Linked DNA regions of Mus musculus: all the other regions are linked to region 3. Evidence: chromatin contacts called from public promoter capture Hi-C data. All regions are on one chromosome and are shown on one strand. Each heading gives the region's core, a stretch centred on a gene start, on an enhancer-like site or on the middle of the called end of the contact. The rest is flanking DNA. Distances are from core to core; before and after follow the strand shown.

Region 1 (2,700 bases), core at 6-2,505, 550 kb before region 3:
TAATAGGGACTCTTCTTGTACCGCCCCATCATTAACGTTGGCCTGGACCCCTCGTCGGGGGCACCCCAAGAATCCTACCACAATGTGAAAGGCTAAGCATTTAGCATAGCAGAACCCAGGGTTCCCTCCTGACTGCATAGCATGCTGGATGTTCCTCACGATTGGTTTCTGCCCCCAAAGAATAAGGTGAACAGAGTCAAGATCTACACACCTTGAACAAACTATTCAGAGTTGTGTCCTCTGAGGAAAGGCAGAGGAAAGAGACCAAGCCACATGTGTGTGACAGTGGCAGGTCAGCATCCACACCCCCTTCCAGGTACGGGACAGGAGGAATGCATTGTTCATGTGCTTGAGGGGGTTAACCCTCAATAACACTTCATAAAAGGCCCTGCGGTTAAGCTGCAGGCCCATGCCGCACAGCGCTAGACTGCCGTGTTCCAGACACTAGCTAATTACAAGGCTAGCCCACCAATGGGAGAAAGCAATCCCCATGCATTCCCATTCCTCAAGGTCTCAGCAGCCTTCCTGGGGAGACTTTCTCTCTCCCAAGACAACCAACCACCCCACTTCAGGAAACAACCACTATTCCAGCCGTGGTGGTTTACGGAGCAGAGCCATGACTGTAATGGCTGTAATTGCCAAAGGCTGATGGAGTTCTTTCTTCACAGCCTCGGGGCCAGCTGCCCTACTTCTCCCTGCCCCGGAGGGTGTCCAAGGACTTCACTGACTGCAGTGTCTTTTTAAGGTGTCCATAGCTCAATTGATGGTGACTGTCGACTTCCTCTTTCCAAGGAAGACAGCAAGAGAACGGACTCCGCGCGCGTTAAATACCTGTCTCTTCCAGAGGGTGGGGCCAAAGGTGAAAGCCAGAAGAGAGAACTAGGGAACCTTGTCCCAAAGCCAGCATGCAAGTGACTTGTCAATCCTAGAATTGTCCCGCTGGGCACTCTGCTTACTCTCAGCTCGCTGGGCCGAGGGACCCCAGTTTCCGTGGCACTGAGTGGCAGAGAGCACAGGCAGGAAAGAGAGTTGAAAGGGTTCAGGACGAAGCCAGGAGGAAGAGAGAGGGGCGGGGGCACTAACGTGTCCAGCAACGTCCCGGGCCCCTTCCGGTCTCAGGGAACCCCCTGCTGGACCCCTTGCAACTACAAGGCTCTCACCTCCCAAGCGGGATTCCCACAACACAGGCTCCAGGACTGACCTCACTCGGCTCCAGGCACCAAAGCTGCCGCTGGGCTCGGGAAAGCAGGAGAGCGGGGAGGAGAGGGAAACACCGCCCGCTGCTGGAGCCCCGCCCACAACTCTTGATCAGGCTTTCTCTGTGGACCATGCTTGTCTTTTCTGAGTTCTGGGCAAAGTACCTCAGCCTAGGTACCTCTCTGCTTTCTTGCCAGGGAGGAGACCTCTATCTCTGCTGCAATGACCTTGTAACTGAGGTAGGAAAGAAAGTAGAGCTGGGGCAGACGGTAGGTATTGGCTATCATGGAGCCCAGCACAGGAGGCAGAGGGCCTGTTGTGATTTTTGTAGCTACCCCTAACTGTCCATCGAGATAACATAGGCCTGCACTGACCCAGGGAAGGCGGCCTAGATCCTATCCTGATGCACTGTACACACGGCCAGCGCAGCAAGTCCTGATCGGGGCAGTTACTTCTGTTCTTGCCTGTGCTCTTTGATCTGTGCCAAATCTTGAAGATATGATGCTGAGGGGTGAAGCTGGCTGTCATTTTGCCCTCTACTACTTGGCTACGCCTTCTATTTTAACTATTGAAGGTGTGTGTGTGTGTGTGTGTGTGTGTGTGTGTGTGTGTGTGTGTACACGCCCACACATGCACATCATTCATCAGGAGCTGTCTATCTTGTTTATTGAGTTATTGAGACAGGATCTCCCACTGGCCTGGAACTCACCAAAAATGCTAAGCTGGTTAACAAGCCCCAGGGATACTGGATGCTCTACCTCCCCAGCACTGGGGTTACAGGCAGGTACCATCACCATGCCTGTGGACTTTACTTGTGTGTTAGGGATTGAACTCTGGTCCTCATGCTTCCACAAGCACTATACCCCCTGCCCCATACTAAATATCTGAAGGTCAGATTTGGATCAGCAAAGGCTACTGCCTGTGACTGAAGGCCAGGGAAGGAAGTTGTGATTTCCCTCAGAGAACGCAAGAGCTTTCCGGCCTGTGAGCCCTTCTGGCTTCACTTCCCTTTTCCTTCCCACCCTCCACCTGCTCCTAGGAGGAGGGGGCGGGGTGTTGTGGGGTTGAGAGTTGATCTGCTTTCTGGAAAGGGACATGCTGAAGGAAAGAAAAGTCAGGAGCCTGCTGCTGCAGGAGTGTTAAAAGGAAGGGATTTGTATAGGAAGGTGGCGAAGTCAGTCGCTTTCTGGGGGTGAAACCCAGTTCAAGGACAGAAGTGTCACAGTCTGCAGTAAGACTGGGGTCGCATGGAGGTTGGGCAAAAGCTGACAGCTGCCTCTTGCAGCTGGGGTGTAATCCCAGGTTGATTCACACTCTCCAGCGTGGCCTGACAGCTAGGTGATATGATCAAGCAGGGCAGGAGAGATAGGTTAAAACAAAGCCCAGCACTTAATTACCAAGGAAGATCTCATTATACAGTCTTCTCAGCTCCCTCCTCGGCTGGCAGCTTGAAGCCCATGTGACAAGTTGCCTCAAGTGGCTCTCGAAAGCTGAGTGCAGAGG
Region 2 (2,700 bases), core at 163-2,662, 980 kb before region 3:
GTGAGATGGCTCAGTGGGTAAGAGCACCCGACTGCTCTTCCGAAGGTCCGGAGTTCAAATCCCAGCAACCACATGGTGGCTCACAACCATCTGTAACAAGATCTGACGCCCTCTTCTGGAGTGTCTGAAGACAGCTACAGTGTACTTACATATAATAAATAAATAAATCTTAAAAAAAAAAAAAGAATATATAACACGCACGTACAGTAGCAGCAGTTGCTAGTATGTATTCGGAACTTAACCACATAAATAGCCCATAAGTTATCTAAGATAATCATAGCAGCAACCGTATTTCCTTCCAAGTTAGGACTGAGAAACGGTGAAGACAAAAGTCTGGGAAACACAAAGCACACAGACGAGCCGGTATGACAAAAAACGTAAGGGGGTCGGCAGCGGCCCATGGCAAAGAAATGACTCGACAAAAGCAGCTACATGCCACTGGACATGGATTTAAATGTCAAAATGCTCAAGACCCTTGTTCTGCGTATCCATCAAATACTGAAGCTACGAATTCCACTGAACGCGTCCCTCCCTTCTGCAATCCCACAGCATCACCCTAGTTCGGTACCCTCACCCTTATCAACTGGCGTTGCTTTCTTTGTTTTCTGCGGTGCTAGAGATCGAACCTGAAGCCTGCTGACAAACGATTTCTTTCTTTTCTTTTTGGGGGTGTTTTGTTTTGTTTTTTTCCGAGACAGGGTTTCTCTGTGTAGCCCTGGCTGTCCTGGAACTCACTCTGTAGACAGGCTGGCCTCGAACTCAGGAATCCGCCTGCCTCTGCCTCCCAAGTACTGGGATTAAAGGCGTGCGCAACCACCGCCCGGTACGATTTCTTTTTTTAATATTACACTTTGTTTATTGTCGGAAGAAGCCACGGCGCACGCGTGGAGGTCAGAGAATCATCTAGAGGGGTCCTTCAACTGTGTAGATCCGGGGATCGAACTCACCCGGCTTGACAGTAATTGCCACTACCTGCTGACCCATCTCCCAAAGAGTTGGCCAGCCTCAAATTTTGTTTCTCCGCCTTAAATCCAGATTAGGCCTTTAAAAAAAATCAATCTCAGCCGTTCCGCGAAAAAGTTTGAAATAGCACCTGAATTAGAAATCGACCTTACCACACACGGTAAGGAGACAACGCAAATCCTTCCTTGGCCCTCAAAGACTCAAACTGGCCTGGGGAAGGTTGGCGTGGTGGCTGTTGCCACGGTAACCAAAAGTTCACGATCTCTGTAACTTACGGTCTCAGAGCCCAGGAGCACAAAGTCAAGAGGAAACCGCAGAAGGAACAAGCAGGAGGCTCACACACCTTTTCCTGTTTCACTGAAAGCGCAAGGCGTACGGAGCCCGCGAGCCGCTAAATCCAAGCTCCAGAGTCGCCCGACTCCACGTTGTTCGCCGCCCCGGAAAACCCTGTCCGGAAGCAGTTAACGAGCGCTTCCTGGGAGCTTGCGCAGAACCAGCCTGGTGGGCATTCAGGTAGTGCGCATGCGTGGCCACGCCCCCACAGGAGCGTTACCTGTGGGAAAGATGCAGAGCCTATCCAGCTCTGAAGAGGCTTCCGGACGAGGCCCGGAAGTGGATGTTGACTTCCGCCTCCCCATTGGTTTGGCCCAGATTGACAATTTAGCCTGAGCCTTAACGAAATTGGAAGATTTCCATCGCAAAGTCGAGTGTGACAAGGGAACGCATAGCCGATCCCAGTTGCTGCTAGCATCTGATTTAAGTGACTTCCTGCCTCACAGTTTGAGCAAGAATCTTTTTCCTTTTCAACGTGGATTGTTGTAGGGATGGGTCTGGATCCCACTTTCATGAGAGACATTCACAGCCATGTGTTAATTCTGGAGGTAGATAGTGGAATTGTTAAGCCTTTGAAAAGGACCATGGAGAATGGCAGATGTATTTTCAAGGGCTGATCCGTTAAATGAACAGACTGGCACCAGTGGTGAAAACACGCATTAATGAGTAAAAGCTACAGGAAGACAACTTTAAAGTTATTGGAACTAAAATAAAAAAGAACGTACTGAAGGCTGCATAAGTGATGGCATGGACTCCTCTGGAACTTTGAATTTACTGCTCGAGAACAGAATCCGAGTATCATAGAAACCTAAGGGTCTATAAAAAGACTTTGTATGAAGAGTTGTTTTTTTTTTTTTAATGCGATGGGTATTTTATTCCGTGTTTTCTATGTAAACAGTATGCAGTGCTCATAGGCACTAGAGAAAAGTTATTTATACAGTTCTTTGTGTCTTTGCCCTTACTGTTTCTTTTTGTTGCTGAGTTTTTGTTTTGTTTTATTTTTGTTTCTAAGACCATGTTTCAGCATTGCCCTAGCTGTCCTAGAACTTAGTCTGTAGACCAGGATGGCCTCAACCCAGAAATCAGTCTGGCTTCCAAGTGCTGGGATTAAAGGCATGTGCCTCTATGCCTGGGCCTTTAAACCTATACTCCTAACTACAGGCAAAGCTAAACTATGTGACAAAGGAGGGGCAGTCACACACACACACACCAAGATAATGATTAGCTTGTCATCTGGAATCTTGATTTATCAAAATGACTCAGCTGATTTTGGTCATGCTCATAAAAATGGGGGAAAATACTAGCAGTAGTGGTGCGTGCCTTTAATCCCAACACTCAGGAGGGAGGGAGGCAGGCAGATTTCTGAGTTCGAGGCCAGCCTGGTCCACAGAGGGAGTTCCAGGA
Region 3 (2,700 bases), core at 112-2,611:
AATTTCTTGACTCTTAGCAATTGTAACCATCCCAAGCCACCTAATAACCTAATAACCAAAATATTATATATGTGTCCAACCTAGAAAAATTTAGGAACACCCTCCACAACGCAAAGGGGCAAAGAGACAGTATAGTATATTCTGCACGTGTAATTACAAAAAAACCAAAACAAAATAGAACATTGAAACACAAATTTTAACACTCTTTCTTGGATTTTATAAAAGCAAAAAAATTAAGTTGTTTTAAGTTTTTATCGTTTTGTTTTCTTAAACAAGTGATGCGATAAGAACGTGAGTTGATGAGGGGTTTAGGGATGGATATGGCTAAAATACGTGACCTTTCAAAGAATATATAAAAATTATTTTTTAAAAAAGGACTTAGGTTGACTGCGATTAATCCTGCTTGAGAGGAGAACAAATACAACACCCACGAGGAAATAAATACACGGCTGCAGGAGCCACCATAACCAGTCAGATCTTGTGCTTGCTAAGGGGGCTTTTCAGAAACACCTCCATTCAACCTGCAAGTCACCTGTGACGCTGGCCAAGTCAGATGCCAAAAGAATTCACTCATCTTTCTTAGAGGTCTTGCAGAAAAAAAGCTGGGGGAGCGGGGCACTGAAGTTTTCCTCTGAACTAAAACTTTCAAGGCTGCATTTACTAAAACCTGTTTCCACAAAGAGATAGATAGGGTGACATGGCTGCTATCACCAACATCAGATCGAAATTCAAGTTAAAAAAAAAAAAAACTGGCAGAAAGAAAAAGAAAGGCAAGCCTTTTCAAGCGCTATGCTTCACTTCAGTAAAAAGCCTCAAAACAATTCAAAGAAATAGGCTAAGAACAAGGTTCCCCGGCTCTTGACCTTCAAAACAAGCTTCCCCAAAGGTCTCATCCGAGAAGCAAAGTTTGGAGCAGCGGCCCGGGCTGCCGCACTGCCTGCGGGGCAGCATCGCGACCGTCGCGGGGACCCAGAGGGACGGAGCCTCAGAGCCTCGAAGCCCGAAGCTCCACCGGCTCCGCTGACCCGGCCCCCCCGCCCTGTACACTTCCGGGCCCCAGCACGCCCACCCGCTTACCGGCATCATTTTGGACCCGAACCGCATGGAAGCGGGGGTCTGGCGGCGGCCTGGCCGAGCAGAAGTGACCCGAGGGTCGCGGGCCCGGGGAAGCCAAGCGAGAACGAGGCCGCGCGCCCGGCGGCCGACCTGTTGCGAGGCAGCGGCGCTGGAGTCCCCTCAGCGGACCGGGACGCCACCGAGTCCGGGGCCCAATCCCCTCGCCCGTCTCCGGGACGCGGCTTTGTCTCGGCGCTCGCGACTCCCACCTCCTCCTCCTCCTTCTCGCCGAAACCAACTAATCCCGGCCGGGCCCCCACCGAGGCGCGCTGGCCCCGCCCCCCACGAAGCCCCGCCCGCGGCGCGCCCCAAGGCTTGAGGTAAGGGGGAGCGGAGCGCCAACCGGGCGGCGAAGGCGCATGCGCAGATGCTGGGGGCGGTGCCAGAGGGGGCGGGAACCTTTGCTCCGAGGGAGGAAGATGCAGGCGGCGGAGCTGCTCCTGAACGCGCCTCCAGGCGGAGCCAAGGCACGGGAGGGCGGCGCCGCAGGAGAACAATAATCGTAAAACGCGGGGATGGAGCCCAGGGCTGTGTCCCTCACCTCCTTGGCGGTTCCGAGTTGCTCAAGAGAGTTGAGCCCTTTGCCTTAGGAACCATGAACCAGCCACAAGGCGCCGGACGCCGAGGGGCCTGGGCGGCGCCGCCTCACACACCTGACTCAGGGCGCCCTGAGGGATCCGAGCGCCCCACAAGATGGAGACCTGCGAGTCCGCCGGGCCGGAGCACGTTCCTGACAGAAGGCGCTCTCGGATTTGTCCTCATCCCTCAGGCGATGTCCAAGACCCCCCTCTGAATGGCCTGTTACTTCTATAATGTAAGAAGGGAAAAGCCCTTCAGTGTTGAGAAGTGGGGGGGTTCCCTGTGTTTTGAACAGCACGCTCAAAGGATTTGAAAATGGGTAAAAACAGCTTTCTGGGGCGCTCTTCAGCTCATCACGACCTGTAAACACTTTTAACACAAGGACCATTTTTTGGAGCCGTCGAAGCTCACGCTGGGAAATTGGCAGTAGTTCGCTTTGATAGGGAGGCAGATAGTCGAGTCCATTATCCAGAGAGACATAGGCTTCAGGAACACTAACTCCACGAAGCTCATTTCACGTCAAGTAACCCGTGCAAGCTCATTTGGAATCAGAGGACAGAAGAGTCCCCAAAACGAAATGAAATGAAGCACCAGAATGTATACAGCTTCAAGAATGGAGCCAGCTGAATGTGGTAGCGTGCACTAGTAATCTCAGCGCTTGGGAGGCTGAGCCAGGAGAATTGCAGTGAGTTCCAGGCCAGCCTGAGCTGAAAGAGTAAGACCTTACCTCAAATGACACTTTTATAAAAATTAAATATAAATTGACCTGTGTGTGGCACAGATCTATATCCCCAGGTACTCAGAATGCTGAGGCAGGAAAATCCCAAATTTAAGGGTTCCCAGGGCAGCTTTAGCAGAATAGGTCTCAAAATGTAAACGGGGGGGGGGGGGTCCCTGGAGTCAGACATAGTTTAGTGATAGAGTGTTTAACATGAATAAACTCCTGGTTTTAATACAAAGCACAACAGAAAGAATGAGCACTTATTGTTTGTCGTCCCAGCACTA
Region 4 (2,700 bases), core at 97-2,596, 900 kb after region 3:
GAGTTAGCACAATTATACCAGTTATGGGCACTCGTCTGTGTCTCACATCCTGAATCTCCAGGAAATCAAGGCAGAGCCTATAGAAGCAGAGCTATTACCCAACATGGGCATTGTGTCTTCTTATATTTAGATTTCATGGGGACAGTGATTATAGAAGCCCCGTGGTTTCATATCTTCAAGGCATCCGGCACAGGCTGAGTTCCAGCTTGGGGCCATGGGGTGAGGGGAGCTGTGGTGTGAGGGGATATGACCGCTGTGTTTGTCAAACTCTGATGGCAAGAATCATTGCATTAACCCCAGATCCCTCTTTCCTCTCCAAAACACCCAAATCAGAATCTCAAGGGAGCAGTCTGGGAAACCATCACTGGAAGAATCCTTGGGCAGTTAGGGAATCACTCTCTGGGAGAGTATAACAGTCTTGCCAAGGGAGCCAAAGGGGTCGGGGGTCAGGGGTCAGGGGTCAGGGGGCCCGACAGATCCAACTACCTATAGTCCTGGACGAAGATGTTACTTCTTAGAGCTTCCACATCCTTTCATGAACTCTAAGAGATCTTATCTGTATTCAAGGATTGAGACACTGAACAGCATACAGAAGACTCTGCAGTCGCCCTTAACTTTGGCCCCACTAGGAACTGGGTCTGCAGAAAGAGCCCCCGACACCCTGATGTAGACTATACACACCAAGAGAAGGCAGAAGACATGGACATTCCATGCACAGTCGATTGCCAGAGGCTGGGTAGGCCTTTTAGCCACCTTAGCATCTGAAGGACCCCCACTTAGGCTCAGAGCTTTCTGAGGATTGGACAGAGGGTTTCTTTGTGAGTGGGGAGAAGGCAATTAGCGGGTAGTCCTTAAAACTGCAGTCATATATCCACAGAAACCAATTCTCTGGACTCTTACCCCTGGTTCAGAAATCTTGAGTGATGATTGTCCTAAATCACCTTAGATGTTCTATATGGACTTTACTGGTGCTGGGTCATCGGTGCTCATACAGGCCTGGCCTAAAACCCCTCTCAGCTTCAGCCACCTCATGCACTGCGTGGTGAGGCCCGGACTTGGAATCCAGGCTGAGTATGTTGACAAACTCTAAAAGTCAAGCAGGTCTGTTTTCTCTACCCTCCTCGTTATGAAGGGAGGACATATGCTGTTCTGACACCTGTCTGGACTTCCTGGCACTGGTTTGGACAACAAACAGTGTGACTGTTTAACAAAAAGGAAAGAGAGTCAGAAAAGCCCTGGACAGCCTCTGACCTGCTCTGACTTCCTGGCAGGCTGAGTGTCGCTTGGTCGCCTTGACCACCAGAGGGAGAAACCTTGGGAACATTTGCTCAGGACTCTGTGCCCTGAAACAACAAACCACCATCCCATGCTCTCTTGCAGTCACTCTCCTTGACCTGGGGATTCAAGGAGTATGCTTGCCCAGAGCCCTGGAGATGCACCCCCGCCAACACCACACCTTACTATTCTAAATACATATCTCAAGCCAAAGTTGCTAACGAGCTTGGAGAAACGGGTAAAAAGGAAGACAGTGGTGGCGATGAAGGAGCTGAGCCAGCAAATCCAAGAAACCAAATGCCGGCGGGAAAGGCTGCTGAAGGACAGCAGGCAGCTACTAGAGGAAAAATACCGTGTGCAGGCTGAAAACCAGCTTTTCATGGAATACCTGCGTAAAAATAAGGAACAGTGTGAGAAGAAACAGGAGGAGCTGTGGAAGCAGTACGTCCAAGAATGTGGCGAGATAGAACGCGAGAGACAAGAATTGGCATCCAGATACAACCAGAGAAACGCAGCTCTTCAAGCCCAGCTCCTGCAGGGCAGAAAGACCCAGAAGGATTTGAAGCAGCAGTTGCAGGCACTGAAGCCAGTTTACAAGATAAAGGAGGGCCAGGACGTGAAAATACAGACCTTGGAGAAGGAGCAAGAGAAAGTCCGAAGTGAGACTGCGACCAAGGACCGGGAGGCGCACTTCCAGTTCCTGCGGGAAAAGGCACTGATGGAGAAGGAGCTGCAAGAGTGGCATCTGATGGAGCTGGGGCAGATCAACACCACGGGGCTTACGAGGAAGTACAAGGCCTTGGCGCTAGCAGCCAAGCAGGCTCATTCTGAGTTCTGTGGCAGTCTCCACAGGGAGAACCAGCAGCTACGCAAGGAGCTTCAGCAACTGAGCCAGGAGTACGGCAGGTTGGATGCTGTGAGGAGCCAGCTGGAAAAGCACCGGCAGCTGGCGAAGGAGCAGCAGTGGTACCTAGAAGCCTTGACCAGAGGGCGGCAGCGGCTGCAGGCAGAACGCGAGCGCCATCATCGTGGTCATAACCCACGCCTCAAGGAACAGAGAGCTTCAAAGACCATGCTGAGCACCAAATCAAAAGCAAGTTCAAAGTAACAGCTACTGCAACTGAATTGAGGCGCAGGGAATAATCTACAAGCCAAAAAGTATCCTTCGTGGAAAATAGAAACACACTTTCAGGAAGGGCAGTTGTTGCAGCATGGGGTCGTGCTCCTTGTCTGGGACCCACATCCTCACTGTCTGTGTCCCTGGGGCTGTTGTAGATTCCGGAGATTTAGAACACTTGGAAAACTTTTTAACGGGTTATACCACCCATTTTTATAGTAGCATTTGAAATTCTCAGAGTACCTAGTTAAGACATGTATTTTACCACACTTTTTTTTTCTTAATGTGTACTCTGCAGTCCACAAAGT
Region 5 (2,735 bases), core at 77-2,576, 960 kb before region 3:
TCTATTCTGTAGACATAAGAAGACGTTTAAATTACTTTGGTGTGCTTTCATACCCCGGTGGCACCCAGAACAACAGGAAACAGTGGGGTGAGAATGTAGTCGCTCTGACAGATATGTCCCCATCTAACAATAAACGTATCTGCAGATTTGGTGTTGAGGATGCTGCTGTGGGGAGAGCACTAGAGGTCTGAAAGAACTCCATGGAGTCTGTGTGTGTGTGTGTGTGTGTGTGTGTGTGTGTGTTTACATCGGGACTGTGGTTCATGCAGCAGATTGTTGTTGAGCACATCACAAGACCCGGGTACCTCCCTAGGCAATGAAGAACAAGCGGAAACAAAACAAGTTAGAGTGGGGATGTAGCTCAGCACTGTCGGTGAGCACGCCCAGACTCCAGCACCACATAAACAATAGCTCCTATAGAGTTATTTGAGGGGTGGGAGGAGTGGGCTGCTCTATTTGAGTGAACCTAACAGAAGAGGGGAAGAAAGCCAGGAAACAGGATAAAGGGACAGAGAGACAGGGCAGTCTGTGGTAAAGCCATTGCATGTTACTTGGAAATACGGAGTTATAAGGAAGCTTAAGGAGAACATTGAGACAGTAGCTATTGGCAACATGAGGGCATTCGGGTGTGCCACGGAGTGGGTCTGGCCTACAGTTCTGTCAAAGGAGATGGAAGCTGAACACGTTGGTGCTAGACTAAATGACTTTATGTTCTTATGTCCTTTATGGACAGCGACAGGAATCTGAAGATCGTGGGCAGAGGATCACTGTCCACCACCCCTCTCCTTAAAGGATGACACTTTCTAATTTACTGTCTCACCCACTACTCCACTGAACTAAAAGAGAGCCATGGAGGTCCCAAAGAACCCCATGGAGTTTGAAGTGTGTGTGTTAGGGTCGGGGGTTGTGCATGGATCAGTTACACACTGTGTCCAGTCCTGTGTGGGACTTGGCGGTTCAGAACTAAAAGCGGTAGTTGGAAGAAGTGATGGAGAGAGATGGCTGTTTAGCATGGACCAGAAATCCGAAGCTGTAGGAGGAAGACGAAAAACCTGTTGGGATGGCGCTGAGATGCGGAGTGACGAACCTGGTGACGCGGAGGGTCGTCTGTGAAGGCGCCCGAGTCGAGGCTTGCGATTGGGCGAGGGGAAGGTGCCTCTGACGGTCGTCAAGGTAGCAGTTCGGGAGGGACGCCAAGGCCTCCTCCAAGTCACCGCGCATCCCTTGCTGAGCCCTTGCTGACGTGTCACTCGCAGCAGCCCGCCTCTTGGGCGCCTCCCCCGGCACCGCCCGCTCCTGCCCCGCCCCCGACACCGCCCGCCGGCGGCCTCCGCGTCACCCGGGCCCGCGGTGGCCACAACATGGCTGCGGCGCCGGGGCTGCTCTTCTGGCTGTTCGTGCTGGGGGCGCTCTGGTGGGTCCCGGGCCAGTCGGATCTCAGCCACGGACGGCGTTTCTCGGACCTCAAAGTGTGCGGGGACGAAGAGTGCAGCAGTGAGTCCGGGGTGGCGGGGCGGGCGGCCGGTTCCCGGGTGGCTGCGGTGGCTGCGCGGGTCGGAGTCCCACAGCCGGCACCTGGCCTAGGGGGTCGCAGGCCCGCGGAGCCCGCGCTGGTACGCTTTACTCGGCTATCGCCCGGCTAGCCCTGCCATAGAGGCCGTGCCTACCACTTGTTGCCGGATTTGCTCTCTGCTCCTCTGACCCTGCCGGGGGGCGCCGCAGACCCAGCCGGGTTTCCAGGGTGCTGCTCTCTGCTTCCTTATCCCCGCACTCCCCTTGGGCTCCCAGGGTGATGGGGTGGCTCGCCCCCGCATCCTGGGCGCCCCATGCTGCAGCCAAGAGCGTTTTAACGCCGGCCGCGGGGACCTGGGTCCACTCAAGACCGAGATCCACGCGCTTAGAGATCTGGGGCGCAATCCTAGCGGCCGATTGACGGCGGGGTTCCTCCAGAAGGCACCTCGGCGCTGCCCTCTTGGCTGCATTGGGACCAGCTCACATCATCTTTGGAACCAGAGGAACTGGAGTTTAGGTTTGGGATGAATCCCGAGGCCAAGCAAGCAGTGCATTCTGTGGTCTCCCCGGTTTTCTCCTTCAGTCCCGTCGCTCTTTTGCATAGAAGCCTTTTGCCAGCTCCCAAGCAGGGCTGCGGGAAGGTCAAAATCTTTCGTTCTTTAACCAGCCAAGTTACTGCACCTGTCACTACCTGAGAACCGCAGCCGCCTTCTCTGTGCGCAGTCGCGCCCTAGTCCTAGGTTGGAGGTGCCAGGGTTGGAGGTGGGCCATGGGGAAGGTTAGGATTAGAAGAGGGCTACTACTGTAACGGTGATAATAAATACTCCAAGGGTCTCAGGAACCCGTCCAGCCCTTTCCTTAGTTCCCTATGTTGCTGGGACTTACTCCTACCCAGAATAATACTGTTTTTAGGTTGGTTTCCAGAAACTGTAACTCACTGACGATGTCCTTCACAAATCACAGCAGTCCATTCAGAAAAGTATTCATTCTAAAAGACTAAGAAGAGTGCAGGTTAGCCATTTGTATTTCAATTGGTGTTATGAAAAAAAAAAGGAAAAAGCAAAATGCATAACTTGAATGGTTTACTCCAATACCATTAAAGAAAAAAAAGGGGCGCCTGTAATTTATGTCGCTGAGATTCTAGGTCCTAGCTGTAACCCAGGGCCACTGTAAATAAACAGCGAAGGTAAAGCAACCACGAAGGTAAAGGCACCACGGCGACT
Region 6 (2,700 bases), core at 189-2,688, 540 kb after region 3:
AAGGTTGTCCTCTGTCCCTGAAAGCCCTCACTCTATCATGATAAGCCCCTGTGGGAGCCCTGTTGCCTGGGAACCAGAGAAGGTCTATGCACCCAGAATGGGATTCCCAGAGAATTTTTCAAATAGAGGCCCAGAAGTGGCCACAGTCTACACTGTGACAGCTCGAGTCCTGGGCCAGTTATGGGCCATAGCTTCTCTTGGACCCCAGTGTAGATGGGTCAGGTATATCTTATTTTGGGTGGATGTAGCTCTCAGAAACTTGTCCCTGTTTTGTCTTCTGGTCTCCCCATCTGGGGACAAGAGGGGGAGGGGCCTTGGAATTCCTGGCAGCTATAATTCCAACAAAACATTTTTTAACTTAAAGGTTCTAGGAGGACTGGCCTGTCTTATGAGAGGAGTCTCAAGTATGGTCTCCAAATGATGGCCAAGTTTGCTGGGCATCCCAGCACTCCCAGGGGTAGAGATGGAGGGCTGTGAATTGAGGTCAGCTAGGGTTACACAGTGAGACCCTATATAAAAGACCTAAACTAGAACAAATAAAAGACGACCAGGTTCAGCTGTTGGAGATTCACATCTGTGCTTGCTGCTCAAGGGGTGTTACCACAACCACGCTCTTATGAAGAAAGGGCAGCAAGCCACTCAGGGGTACCTCATCTCATCGTGCAATCTGGACTAGAGTCTGAACTTGTTAATTCCTTATGCCCTTCACTATAGAGCTAGGGATGAAAGAGAGAACAAAACAGATACCAGATGCTATGGCTCCTACCTGGAAACACTGAACAGCATGCAAGAGATAGTATCTGTCTGTCTGTGAATCCTGTCTGCCTTCCTACCTGCTGGAAAGTGCTACAAGGGACAGGAAAGGAAGTAAGACTGGCATTGAATTGAAATTCTTTAAAGATTTTATTGTATTAACTATGTATATGTCTGTGCATTGGTTTGTGCTCTTTGAATGTAGGTTCCTTTAGAGGCCAGAAGGGGGCGTTAGATTCTTCTGGCGCTGGAGTTGCAGACAGCTATGAAACAGCTGATGTGGGTTCCCTGCAAGAATAGTGTCTTGCTCAGTGTTCTATTGATGTGAAGAGACACCATGACCAAGGCAGACCTTATAAAAGCAAGCATTTAATTGGGGCTGGCTTACAGGTTCAGATGTCTAGTCCACTGTCATCATGACATCATAGCAGCATGCAGGCAGACATGGTGCTGTAGCAGTAGCTGAGAGCTGCATTCTGATCTAGGCCAAGAGAGGGGAGGAGGGGGGAGGGGGGAGGGGAAGAGAAAGGGGGAGGGGGAGAGAAGGGGGAGGGGAAAGGGAAGGGAAGGGAGGAGAGGAGGGGAGGGGGGGGAGGGGGAGAGAACTGGGCCTAGCATGGGCTTTTCAAACCTCAAAGCCTGACCCTCAGTGACACACCTCCTCTAACAAAGTCACGCCTACTCTAAAAAAGCCACAACTAAACTTTCTCAAACAGCGCCTTGCCCTGATGACTAAGCATTCAAAGGGATGAACCTCTGGGGGGCCATTCTTATTCCAACCCCCACAAACTACAGTGTTTGGGCCAATTCTTGCTGAGCCATCTCTTCAGCCCAGAATACAATTCTTAGTAGAGAGTTAAGTGAGTGTGCAGAGGGTCCTCAGCCACAAGGACGCTGTGGTGCTTAGCCGCAGGTGTACAGAGTGCACAGAGGGAGGAGGGCAGACACTGCAGGGTGTATATATGTGTATATGTGTATATGTGTATATGTGTATATGTGTATATGTGTATATACACGGGACTGGGAAAGGGGAGGAGCCACAGGAGGACTCGAGCAGAGAAATGACAAAACCTTGCTTAGGATTTAAAAAGAAAAAGCCACTCTTTGGCTGCACGGAAGGCTTGCGTGGTGAGGGCAGGAGCGGAGGGCTAGTTAGGAGACTATGGTGATGAATCTTGTCAGCTGGATTGGATTAAGAAACACCCGGATTGATAAAGCACCCCCGGGTGTGTCTGAGAGGTAACTTCAGGGTGACTAAATCCTCGAGGCTCTGGGCTATCGGATGACTATGATCTCTTGGTTCATAATATGTAGCCTTACTAGGAAGGGTAAGGGGCAGGAGTGGGGCCCAGTTGGAGGAAGTGGGTTACTGGGTGTGTGTCCTGGGAGGCCATCTCTGTGTCAATCTTTTCCTGTATGTTCTCTTTCTCAGTTTACGATCCTCCATGTGTTGCCACATGGTGAACACCAAGCCTGCTCACCATGTTCAATGAAACTTCTAAAAAATGTTGTTTCTCGTACACAGATGAGAAAGGGTGACTGGGTGGCTGTGGCAATACCCCAGGAGGGGAACTGAAGCTTGCTGCTGAAGGCCGGACAGGCAGCATTAGAGACAGCACCGCCTCTGGGAGACACACCTTTGACACACCTGGAGTGTGGCAAGGGTGTAGAGAACCTGTCCCCAGCCTGGTCCTGACCTTAGTTGTACAGATCCTGACTTCTCTGATCCTCACAGTCCCGGCGCCTGCTGGCTTTTGCCTGGCTCTGGCTCTCTTGGTGTAGTCTATGCCCACCCTCTGACTCCATCAGTGGCCAGCTGTTCTGCTGAGTTCCCTAGCACATCTCATTCTCAGACCATGGCCCTTGAGCTCTGAGAGGCTCAAAGGAGCCAAACTGTGAGGAGAACACAAACTGAGGCCCGGCTCTGCAGTATGAACCAGTCTGAGC
Region 7 (2,700 bases), core at 137-2,636, 810 kb before region 3:
AGCAAGCCCAGGGCCTCATGCGAGTTGGTACATACCATGATCATTGAGCTAAAACGCCCAGTCTCAGGTTTTTCTTTTCTTTGTTAGCTAGGACAGTCACTCTGGGCAACCCCAGGATCCGCTGTTTTGTCTATTCTAATGGTGACTCCATTGACTCTGTTGTATGAAATTTGAAGCTAAAATATTTGGTATAAAGTTGTCTTAGTTAGGGTTCCATTGCTGTGAATAGACACTAGGACCAAGGCAAACATTTAATTGGGGCTGGCTTAGAGTTTCAGAGGTTCAGTCCATTATCGTCATGGCAGGAAACATGGCAGCAGCCAGGCAGACATGGTGCTGGTAAAGGAGCTGAGGGTTCTGCATTTTGCCTTTCTTCCATCCTGGGCAGAGCTTGAGCACTAGGAGTCCTCAAAGCCCACCCCTACAGTGACACATGTCCTCCAACAAGGCCACACCTTTTCTAACAATGACATATCTTCTAATAGTATCAATCCCTGTGGGCCATGCATTCAAACACGAATCTTTGGGGGGGCCAAATCTACAAACCACTACGAAAGTACAGCAACATCTGGTCTTGTCTATGTTTTTTTCTTGCCTTTGAGGTCTTGGACTTTAATTGACTGTACTTCTATGCAGTTGCCTGAACAAGACAGGCTCTTACTTTCTGGTATACTGCTATGCATGTCCTTGCCTACTTTAACTCTTATTTGTTCTTTAATTCAGTCTCAACTGAAATTGTTATTTATAGTCCGTCTTCTTGCTCAACTCTACACACCATACCATTCCCACAGCACTGCTGTGTTACAACAAATTGTGCTTCTTGTAGGGTTACAGCCTGTGCTCCAACACACCAGGTTCAGCCACCTATCCTCAGTAAGCCAATTAAAGGACCCAAATTAATAGTAAAAAGCAGAAAAAGAGAATTATTCAAAATTGCTACATTGTGAAGGATAAGGAGATACAAGAGTCCCCAGCCTTGACTTCAATGCCTCTTAGTTATCCTTAGAGTCCTGACATGAAAGTAGGTTTTAACAAAAAACAAGAGCTAAAGATAACTAGACAGTGTGTCAAGGTGTGGTTCTCCGTCTACCATTTTCTTGTTTCATGAGTGATGGAGAAAAGAAACAGTCTGAATGAATTAAATAAAACATAGTCCTTCGCGGTGTCTGATTAGCTACTGCTTTTGTTTAGCTCAACTTTCAACCAGAATGTGGGCTCAGAGGTCGGTCTCAGAGTCATCTAGTGGACACCTGGCCCAGCATTTGTAGACTGGCTAAGTGACAGCTAAGACGGAGACAGGAGATGCATGTGCCTCTGCACCCCAGCCCAGCTGCAGCGGCTTTGAGTAGCAGGAGGCCTGGGCCCATAGCCGGAGGCGGGACTTCCGGTCCCGCTGGCGACCGCGGCCCGCGCCAGGCGGAAGCGCGGCTCCGGGCCAGGATCCGCGAGCTCCGGCTGGAGCAGAGTTCGGAGCCTCAGTGTCCCGGACGCCCGTGGTCGGTGTGGATGCTTCTCGGCGCTGCGTCCCCGCGGTCCGGGGAGGCCGAGGAGGCACGCGGGAGTCGGCGCGGCGGGAGAGCAGGGATCTCGGGGTGAGGACGGCTGGCGGCGGAGGGTGGCTGCGAGGGGCTGAGGAGGCCGAGGTGACATCTTCCATGGGGGTGTGTCCGCGTCCCCAGGCTCGTAGGGAAGGTGGCCCGAGATGGCCTTGGGGGGCTTGCAGGGAGACGCTCCAGAGGCAGCTCTTTTCACCCTCGGGGTTAAAGATGAGAAGGACGTCTTGACCTAACTCATCTGCGAGATGAGCAGCCAAGGCTTGCATGCTCAGCATTGCTTTCTTTGCAATACATTGCTTTCTTTCTCTTAAGACTTCTCCCCTCTTCCAGTGGTCTTCGGAGGGGAATACCCAACATTCGTAGGGAAAACCTGAACTCTTACTCACTTAGCTCCCGTTCAGGCTTTGTCAGACTAATAGGACTTTAGGTCTTTGATTCAGACAAGCAAGCCCACTGAAGTTTTCATTTTAGACTCTTCTCTACCTTGCGGAGTTCAGGTTGTCCCACTTCCTTTGTCGTGGAGTGAGCTTGTAAGTATCTGGACAAAGCTTGCACCTTCATGTTTGCACTTTATGACTTACTGTTTGCTTCTCAATGGGGTGACACATTTTTAGATGTTAAATAGATTGGATTCTTGCCACACACTGAGCATAACTAGGCAAAGCCAGAGTACTGTCACTGATGGAGGCTGGTGTATACTGATTGCTTCAAGTGTTTCCCTTCCCAAGAGTTACAATCTTAATTTTATCCCCCGGTATTTGCCAGTACTGGTAACTTACATCTTACTTGGTGGTCTGACCTGAACTACTTGAAGAAACAAATACAAACATACAAACAAACCAGAAAGCACTGTGCATTTATCCATAACCCGGTATCTCACTGACTTACTTGAGATTTGTGCTGCAGTGAGACAAGTTATTATAAGAACGGTTTGTTGGGTGGCACAGCTGATGTAATGCAGGATGCACCTAACATAGTGCTTTAACATATTAATGAAGACATTGAAGGCAGTCTTCTGAAGTCATGGGGCTAACTGTTGGGTTGATTTCTTTTTGCATCTCTTCATTTCTTTTTTAAGTTGTTTGTTTTTATGTGTATGGGTGTTATTGCCTGCATGTATGTCTGGGCACCACATGTGGGCCTG

Evidence for each region. Promoter capture Hi-C pulls out the DNA fragments that hold promoters and counts their contacts.
Region 1: a promoter capture Hi-C map of embryonic stem cells shows a contact between it and region 3, with 31 times the contacts expected there. The contact joins the promoter of Tlr5 here to the promoter of Trp53bp2 in region 3. A contact is called at or near these places in 6 of 39 promoter capture datasets (the 3T3-L1 cell line, embryonic stem cells, hippocampal neurons and 2 more), 2 of 115 datasets of contacts at active chromatin or transcription factors (bone marrow-derived macrophages and embryonic stem cells) and 1 of 9 other capture datasets (embryonic stem cells).
Region 2: a contact with region 3 is called in a promoter capture Hi-C map of embryonic stem cells, with 41 times the contacts expected there. The contact joins the promoter of Taf1a here to the promoter of Trp53bp2 in region 3. A contact is called at or near these places in 3 of 39 promoter capture datasets (embryonic stem cells, hippocampal neurons and liver) and 1 of 115 datasets of contacts at active chromatin or transcription factors (embryonic stem cells).
Region 4: a promoter capture Hi-C map of hippocampal neurons shows a contact between it and region 3, with 3 times the contacts expected there. The contact joins the promoter of Ccdc121 here to the promoter of Trp53bp2 in region 3. A contact is called at or near these places in 2 of 39 promoter capture datasets (embryonic stem cells and hippocampal neurons).
Region 5: a contact with region 3 is called in a promoter capture Hi-C map of liver, with 10 times the contacts expected there. The contact joins the promoter of Mia3 here to the promoter of Trp53bp2 in region 3. A contact is called at or near these places in 5 of 39 promoter capture datasets (embryonic stem cells, hippocampal neurons, liver and 1 more), 1 of 484 Hi-C or Micro-C datasets (embryonic stem cells) and 2 of 115 datasets of contacts at active chromatin or transcription factors (astrocytes and embryonic stem cells).
Region 6: a promoter capture Hi-C map of embryonic stem cells shows a contact between it and region 3, with 7 times the contacts expected there. The contact joins the enhancer-like site here to the promoter of Trp53bp2 in region 3. A contact is called at or near these places in 4 of 39 promoter capture datasets (the 3T3-L1 cell line, the C10 cell line, embryonic stem cells and 1 more) and 4 of 115 datasets of contacts at active chromatin or transcription factors (bone marrow-derived macrophages, embryonic stem cells, memory CD8 T cells and 1 more).
Region 7: a promoter capture Hi-C map of embryonic stem cells shows a contact between it and region 3, with 13 times the contacts expected there. The contact joins the promoter of Disp1 here to the promoter of Trp53bp2 in region 3. A contact is called at or near these places in 6 of 39 promoter capture datasets (the 3T3-L1 cell line, the C10 cell line, embryonic stem cells and 3 more) and 3 of 115 datasets of contacts at active chromatin or transcription factors (astrocytes, pancreatic cancer cells and pro-B cells).

The regions. Positions count from the first base shown.
Region 1 is chr1:182,953,343-182,956,042 of GRCm38.p6, reverse strand. Tlr5 (toll-like receptor 5) reads right to left here and starts at 1,255. Exons shown (of 4, transcript NM_016928.3): 1 at 1,161-1,255.
Region 2 is chr1:183,387,697-183,390,396 of GRCm38.p6, reverse strand. It overlaps Taf1a (TATA-box binding protein associated factor, RNA polymerase I, A), which reads right to left and starts at 1,412. Exons shown (of 11, transcript NM_001277959.1): 1 at 1,239-1,412.
Region 3 is chr1:182,407,828-182,410,527 of GRCm38.p6, reverse strand. It overlaps Trp53bp2 (transformation related protein 53 binding protein 2), which reads right to left and starts at 1,361. Exons shown (of 18, transcript NM_173378.2): 1 at 1,078-1,361. The coding sequence starts at 1,104.
Region 4 is chr1:181,510,097-181,512,796 of GRCm38.p6, reverse strand. Ccdc121 (coiled-coil domain containing 121) reads left to right here and starts at 1,346. Exons shown (of 1, transcript NM_207280.3): 1 at 1,346-2,700. The coding sequence starts at 1,412. The coding sequence ends at 2,383.
Region 5 is chr1:183,368,156-183,370,890 of GRCm38.p6, reverse strand. It overlaps Mia3 (melanoma inhibitory activity 3), which reads left to right and starts at 1,326. Exons shown (of 26, transcript NM_177389.3): 1 at 1,326-1,494. The coding sequence starts at 1,362.
Region 6 is chr1:181,865,424-181,868,123 of GRCm38.p6, reverse strand. No RefSeq gene overlaps it. Among named protein-coding and RNA genes, the nearest start is that of Gm33669, 12 kb to the left of the region's middle. Within about 2 kb of position 1,438, at least 87 of the 459 cell types and tissues checked have an H3K27ac peak or open chromatin away from gene starts, as enhancers often do. A contact at or near this core is called in embryonic stem cells and memory CD8 T cells, where this site is marked.
Region 7 is chr1:183,220,215-183,222,914 of GRCm38.p6, reverse strand. It overlaps Disp1 (dispatched RND transporter family member 1), which reads left to right and starts at 1,386. Exons shown (of 10, transcript NM_026866.3): 1 at 1,386-1,592.